Regions from separate parts of the Mus musculus genome. Here region 1 is linked to region 2. A link is a contact called in public Hi-C data. All regions are on one chromosome and are shown on one strand. Each heading gives the region's core, a stretch centred on a gene start, on an enhancer-like site or on the middle of the called end of the contact. The rest is flanking DNA. Distances are from core to core; before and after follow the strand shown.

Region 1 (4,012 bases), core at 265-2,764, 710 kb after region 2:
CTAGGATCATTGACAGCCTGTGGAAAGCATAGCTGGTTTTTGTAGGCCTTTTTCCTCTGTCCCCACCTTTTACCTAAAGACCATGTTTTAAATATTAAGACTGAACTTACTCTAAAATAGAAACACAAAAATGCATCTTTAGCTATTAAATAGTAAGACACTTATTCTTTCAAAATTTAAAATACCAGGATTTTGAGCGTAAGCATCCTTTACCTCCTGGCTATTAGGAGTTAAATACTGGCATTAGCTACTTTGCCATCCTTTTGCAAGGAAGTCGAAGCAGAAGAAAGTGGTCATAGCGCCACCTGCTGGCCATAACATAGCCTGAATCATATCTATCAGCTCTGCTGTACATAGAACTGATCACAAAACCCACTATGGTTGATTTTAATTTTTTAATTTGCATTTGAATAAAACTGAAACAATAGCAGTACAGTATACATATTTCATCAGTTCTCAACGTAGTCTGTTTTTACCCATAATAAAGCTATGGTACTTGTTACTAGTTCAGTTGCCTAGGAGATACTGATGTAATGGGTTACTATGGCAACAGCTGGTCTCTTGAAGGATTGTAAATGATAGGGTTGGCAGAGTTCATAGAGACACATGTTAAATGATTAATTTCATGAGCTTTGTACCAACTTATTTCTTTATGTGAAAAACTAATAGTGAGACCTAATATTTTTAACTTTTTAAAATCTGCCACCAATAATGTCTTTTTATTTACTTTAAAAGAATCAAAGGATAAATAACTCCCAGTCGGCTCAGTCATTGGCTACCCCGGTGGTTTCCGTAGCAACTCCTACTTTACCAGGACAAGGAATGGGAGGATATCCATCAGCCATTTCAACAACATATGGTACTGGTGAGTAGCTTTGCTATGTGCAAATATTACAGTAAACACTTTAAAAAGCATATTTTAAAAGTTATTTTCTTTGCCCTGTTGGGAGCTCGTGTGGGGCCTGTGTCCAGAATGCATGGTACAAGCACCTCTGTCTTACTCAGTGATCTACAGTGCTCCTTTTTAAGTGATGGGAAGTTTTATTTACTCAAATCGAATTCAATATTTCAAAGAAACTGAGCTACTGTCTCTTTAATGTAGTAGAACACTCACTTTCTTGAAGATTTTTAATGTAAAACCTATTTCTAGATCATAAAATATATAGATCCTTTACACTTTTAAACAAAGCTAGTATAATGTGCTAACATTTCAGGATCTATTACTGTGGATCTAGTGTGACATCCTTACTCAGATGGATAATATTTTTTTTTTCTTTTTAAATTCAAATTATCCGTGGTGTTTTATTTTCTTCTTTTCCTAAATCAAAAAACTTTGATTCAAAGTATGTTTTAGAGGTTGAAACTGTGTGATTTTGCTTACCATTTGACAGTCTAATTGTCTCTCTCTCTCTCTCTCTCCTTGCCGCTCCTTCGCTCCCATCTAGAGTACTCTCTGAGTAGCGCAGATCTGTCATCTCTGTCTGGCTTCAACACTGCCAGTGCGCTCCACCTCGGCTCTGTAACTGGCTGGCAGCAGCAGCACCTACATAACATGCCGCCATCTGCCCTCAGTCAGTTGGGGTAAGCAATAGTTATGTCTTTATTTCATAATCAGAGACTGTATCTTTTACATGATAGAAGTCTGTCTTCAACAATGCGCTTTCATGTCCATTAAAGGGCATAACATTTGATTGCTGGGAAAGCCACTTTCTGATCACATATTTCAAGTAGCTTAAATATTCCTTCCCGTGTTTGTTGGTGAAGGGCGAGTGCTAACAGTTAGGCACATTCTTTATATATAGCCTTTCCTTAATACTCTAGGGTCTGTTTCCTCCTCCTTCTGTCAGTAGTGGAGGTTTGGGTGAGGTTTCTGAAGTTTTTATGGGAAATTGAAAGTATTTATAGTTTTTTTTTTTTTTTTTTTTTTTTTTTTTTTTTTTTTACATTTTTGAGCTGAGGTTCTCATTTAGTACAAACTACATGATTTCCTCTAATATGAGTCTACTGTACATAGAATCAAGTGTTGAATTTCTATTCGGGCGTTAAATGTGTGTAACATATATAATAGCATAGGTTGTCTAGTTATAGCCATTGTGTTAAAATATATGCACAAATACTAATTAGCACATGCAGTACTAATTACTGAATATTGGGCATAAAAATAACTTTTGTTGTTTTCTGGTCAAAGTATGTATCTTTCTGCCCCCTTGTGGTTGCTTTGAGGTATATCTTTGTCATAGATGACTTCTGTCGTTTATCTATAGAGCGGTTTTCAGAAATGCCCTGAATCTACAATTTGCACCCCTTCATATAAGAGTGATACCAGACACCTCACTTTAATTTGAACTAATAATTCCAGAACTCAGCTAATCCTCAAAAGAAAATGGAATATAACTACTTCAAGATAAATTATCATATTTTACCAACATCCTACGTGCTCTCCCCACTTTCAGTTTTCTACTAAGCCACTTTAGTTACCAATTAACTAACTAGTCTTGTATCTGTATGCCTAGGGAGGTAGTGATGCAAACAAGCATCACTAATCATTACTACAACTCGCTGTTCTTGCCCCTTTGTCTCCCCTCTCCCACTGAACATCATTTGGTATGGACAGAACATAGACCAGAGTTCTGAGATACCATTCAGCAGTCAGCACTTGCCACGGCCACCCCATTGACTACTCACTGCCATGGAAAACCTAGCCTTCTGTGTGTGCAATGAAGCAAATCCACATGGCATCATGGTTGTGCTTTCTTGAAAGAGTGTTGACATTGAAGATGTATCAAGGCTTTTAACATATTTTACATTTTACATTTTATACAATGAGTTTCTCTTTTTAAGACATTTAAACTTTCCCTCCAGTGCTAATTATGTAAGTAGATTCTGGCTGCAATAACTTTTTATTTTCTGGAAATTGCCACCAAGTTCGTAATACTATCCACAGGAGTTTACATACGTAGTCACAATATTATACTGACCTACTTCTTGTCAGTAAGAAAAGGAATTGTTCATTTCTCATTTTTCACAAAATTCATCTGTCATAGCACTAAATTCCATCCCCCTGAAAGACATTATCCATATCAAAAAGCCCTATAATCACACCATCCAGGTGGCTCAAGGGCTAACGCTGCTTGTCACCAAACCTCACTTAATAACTATGACAACCTACCTGACTTGGATTGCTGGGATCCACATGGTGGAAGGAGAGGATCGGTTACTATAGGTGTTCATGTACTTGCACTCACATACACAGAATAAACAAATTCACAATAAACATTTAAGTCCCACGCCATTTCATTAGAATGCCACTTTTCTTTTGCTTGTAACACCAGATCATTTTTAGTTATGAGGTTATACACATATCTGTTATTTTGACTATACCCACAATTTAAAAACCTATCACAAGCAGGAAACATAATTTCTACAAGGCTTAAATGAAAAGGGAGTGAGTGGAGACCCCGACTAGAAGAAACTAGAATTGAAGTAGCTGAGGACTCCATTCCTACCATTTCTTTCAGAGCCAACCATCGTGTGCATAGTTTGAGTTTAGTGTACGGTGTGCACTTGATCTTCATCACATCCCTACATCTCAGAAGGAAAGCACTGTTAACACCACCCACCTCTTCTGTCACCATACATGTTCTCCCTAGTTCTCTCTCACGGTGGCTTCTTGAAAGGTGTATTCAGACAAGCTGTCTCATCCCCTTACAAACTGTTTTGTAGAAAGCCCCCACGTTCTAATGTTTCTGTAAAATAAAGTACATAAACTGCTTTAGTTTATGAGAGAATGGATCAGTTACCGTGAAAGGGACTGAATATGTTTCTCAAGTCAAACCACCTCACGGACCTGCGCTGAGTGCCCGTCCTCTGGATAGGAACTGTAGTTTAAGCAAAGAAGGGGAGAGATGTTTAGCTCCACTAAAGTCGGTCCTCCCAGAAGCCTAAAATGGCTACTGTAATTCTCTCTCCAGATTGCAAGAGTAGAATAGAACTCTTCTTTGTCTGCGAAAGA
Region 2 (3,502 bases), core at 834-3,333:
ACTAATTTTGATGAAAATTCCAGTTACTATTTTTGCATATGCCTGCCCACTGGAATTTAAAGTAGCTAAAGGAAAAAAAAAGAATTTTGATCACACAGTGCAGATTTTCTATATTATCTTTGCATTTCTTTCACTCAAAAACCTAACAGGCAAATAATTCTTAGCAAATTTTCCTTATTGATTACCATCTTCTCCAGGTTTACCTGGAGAGCTACTGGAAGAGTTAATGCCTTCAATTATTCTATTTTCATTCATTCCAGCCCATACTAACTGGATTTAACCAGTACAAACTTTTCGATTAATTTAATTTCCCCCATTTTTAAAGCACAGTTTAAGAAAATGTGTATATTAGTAAAAAATAATATGCTTTAAATGTGTCAAATACAGTTTTGTCTAAGCAAAAAAAATTCACAAATTAGTAATTTTATCACCAATCATCTTTTGTAGTAGGAAAAGTAAGAAAGAAATGTCTTTGGGGATCTTGTTTTTCAGTTGATACTAATTAGATTTTTTAAAAACCAAGTTTGAAGCTCATACTGTTCTGGCTTCAACAGCGCCAAATGATAATCCAAAGTGACATACATTTCCTATAGCAATAAAATTTTGGCAGATAAACTCCCCAATGAGAAACAACGATTTGTATGCTTAGATGAATTTGTGATAGAACGCAAATGAAGAAAGAAAAAAGAACAGAATTTTAAAAAGTAATTGTTCGGTGCCATTAATGCCCTCTCCATGTTTTCGAAAAGTGCCTAAATCCATGAGCATAGCAACATCCAGGACAGGATACATAGTGCATCACTGATGCACCCCGTTCTTGGAAGCTGGAGAGAAAAACTGATTGCTATTTACATTGAAATTCATTCCTAAAAATCTTGCACCCCTTCCCTTCATTATGCAATGTCGTCTTGGACCTGGGCGTCTAGAAATGTGGAAACTGTAACACTTTGACACACCATGTAAATGAGGTATCACTGTAACATGCTATTTAAATGACGTTTGGAACAAACACTCAGCAGGAAGTTTGGAAAACTTATAACGAGATTACCTCATAACTTTTTTTATAAGAGTATTCTTGTATTTCCCCCCAGCCATCTTTTAATTCCAATAAGAAGTATACCGTTTGCCACACTCACTCTCCAGCAGCAAAGCTGAGCACTGTGTTATTGCGGCAATTAGTCAGTAGCTGAGCCGGGTGTTTGAGCTGCTCTTTATTTTGTTAGACAATATTTGACTCAGGGCGCCTTTGTCTTCCTGGTGGAGATGTTGAAATGGGTACTATAAGTCTGAACCAACATACTATTTCATATTATCAGTTCTGAAATGAGGCTAGTTTGGGGTGGGAAGAAAAAGTTCAAGATTGTCTGTGACCTTCCTAGTTTTTCTTTTGTTTGTTTGTTTGTTTGTTTGTTTGTTTTTAACCTTTCATTTCCATGGCTAGTTTGGAGATGTAGAAAATGCAATCACAAGTTTTAAGAATAATTCAATTTAAAGTTTCTTCCTAAAATGAAATCAGTTTATTTTTAAATACCATGATTAAATGCAGTTAGGAATGCAACAGGGAAAACAGAAGAAAATGAAAATACCTTGTCCTGGTTATAGGGACCTTTGCATGCTTGTGTTAGAGACAAATATATATATATATATATATATATATTTCCCGTTTATATATATATATCACAAATGAAAGAAAAATAATTAAGGTAATTAAAAAGTCAGACATAATATGAATCCCTGTCAGAGAAGGAATTTTAGTTTATTAAAATTAAATTATAGCATCATCCTTCTAACATTCAAGAGATACTAGCAAGAGGCACAGTAGCCTTCGTTTTACAATGGCTACAGCTTTTGAAATCTAATCACATCCCTGGTGTTTTACTTTCTATTTTTTTTTTCTGTTATTTCTTTCTTCAAACGTCTTATTGTAGATAAGTAGTCCATGTGAAACTTCTTTCTACAAGGAAGAAGAAAGTAGAAACATCTAATGGGGAAAAAAAAAAGTTTCACCGGGCTAAACACTGACGAGCAAAGATCTACCCAGTGAAGTATCTGGCCAACAAGCCCAGACAGTCTCCCAGCAAAAAAAGCCAAGATCTCTCTGAGAACTATTTCGGTCTCTGTGCATGCTCTCTAAATAGCCTTCTGAAGAATTTCCCAAGGAGATTTCTTCCCAGGGCACTTGGGAAAGGTTCCTTGCATTGGGTGGGCTTTGAGGAAAGAGTGGATGAAAGCCTCCATTAGGTCAGATTGCTAAAGATAGCTGCCACTCTATCCTTCAATTCTGACAAGGGGAAAACAAGAAACAAAAACAGTCCGATGAAGCGCCGGAGAGCTTTCTGAATCTTTCTAAGAGGTTCCAAATTGAAGTCTGGCTAAGCTAACACCGGTACATAGCTACACAGGATAATAGAAAACTAAAGCTTGTGAACTGTCGACTGTTCCCGTTTTTTCACCTCTGAAACGATTTCTCAGTACAATGCCCCATGTCTTTTGAAGCTGTAACCTTATTTACATGGGAAGAAGGACAAAAGGCACATTTTACATCGGTAGCTACTAGCCACTTGTATTGGGGAAAGCAGCTTGTCAGTTTTATCATCAGCTTTAGGAGAAAGGCAATAGAATTTGTTTATACTCCCTGTTTGTACTTGAGCTATTTTCTCGCAGAACTGGCTGATAGAAAGTGGAAAGGCTTTGATTTAAAGTATTGTATTTTTTTTTGTTGTTGTTGTTGTGGTTGTGCTGTCTTCTGTCATCTCTTGGAGACCTGCTCTTTTCTGAAGAGGAAAAGCATGGAAATGGATCTCAAGGAGAGGGAGAGGTGTGGAGGGAGGAGTGGAGAGACAGAAAACTGTTGCTGGGATGTATTTCATGAGAGGAAGACTCTAATATCAATAAAATATATAAAAATATACATCAGTATATTAGATACATAGTTATGTATCTATATATCATTAAAAACAAAAAGTCACAGTGTATACTATAAACAGTTACATGTTATCAACAGTTAACCAGAAAGCTATTTGATTTCTGATATTTATCAATTTCTTAAAAGGCACAAAATTAACTGGGTTTGGTTGTTGCTTATTTTGAAATTTATCCAAGGTTCACATATATCTTTATGAATCATGCCCCATGGTAACATTGACTAAACCTAAATATTGGTGATTAATCTTTTAAATTTTATTTTCCCTTTACCCAAGTTCTGCTAAATAGATAACAATAGATTGTCAGAATCCTGCTTTGTTTGTTTGTGTGCGTGTGCCCTAAGCTCTTGATGGTTTTATATTAAGCAATTGCTATTTTCAAATATAAAAATGCATTGCTCATAGCTGCCTGCTAATTTCTAAATAAACCTAACCATAACTACTGCACATTGAATAAATTTTACTATAGAGGCTTTAACAAAATAACTTTCTATTTTAGACCAACAATGATCACATTTTCATGCTTTTTGTGAAACTAGAAGTCATTTACTTCTGTGGGCACATCCACAGTGAGCCCC

Evidence for each region. A called contact is a pair of places that touch in the nucleus more often than the background predicts.
Region 1: a contact with region 2 is called in a Hi-C map of cerebral cortex, with 5 times the contacts expected there. The contact joins two enhancer-like sites. A contact is called at or near these places in 2 of 15 datasets of contacts at CTCF or cohesin (large pre-B cells and pro-B cells), 10 of 484 Hi-C or Micro-C datasets (bone marrow-derived macrophages, cerebral cortex, embryonic fibroblasts and 4 more), 3 of 115 datasets of contacts at active chromatin or transcription factors (fibro-adipogenic progenitors, large pre-B cells and neural progenitor cells) and 1 of 9 other capture datasets (embryonic stem cells).

Annotation. Positions count from the first base shown.
Region 1 is chr13:83,654,772-83,658,783 of GRCm38.p6, forward strand. Mef2c (myocyte enhancer factor 2C) reads left to right here. Exons shown (of 11, transcript NM_001347575.1): 9 at 736-865; 10 at 1,446-1,581. It overlaps Gm52044 (a long non-coding RNA gene), which reads right to left. Exons shown (of 3, transcript XR_003950630.1): 3 at 1-3,746. Among named protein-coding and RNA genes, the nearest start is that of Gm52044, 5.5 kb to the right of the region's middle. Within about 2 kb of position 1,515, at least 37 of the 459 cell types and tissues checked have an H3K27ac peak or open chromatin away from gene starts, as enhancers often do. A contact at or near this core is called in cerebral cortex, where this site is marked.
Region 2 is chr13:82,940,803-82,944,304 of GRCm38.p6, forward strand. No RefSeq gene overlaps it. Among named protein-coding and RNA genes, the nearest start is that of Gm33073, 180 kb to the right of the region's middle. Within about 2 kb of position 2,084, at least 17 of the 459 cell types and tissues checked have an H3K27ac peak or open chromatin away from gene starts, as enhancers often do. A contact at or near this core is called in cerebral cortex, where this site is marked.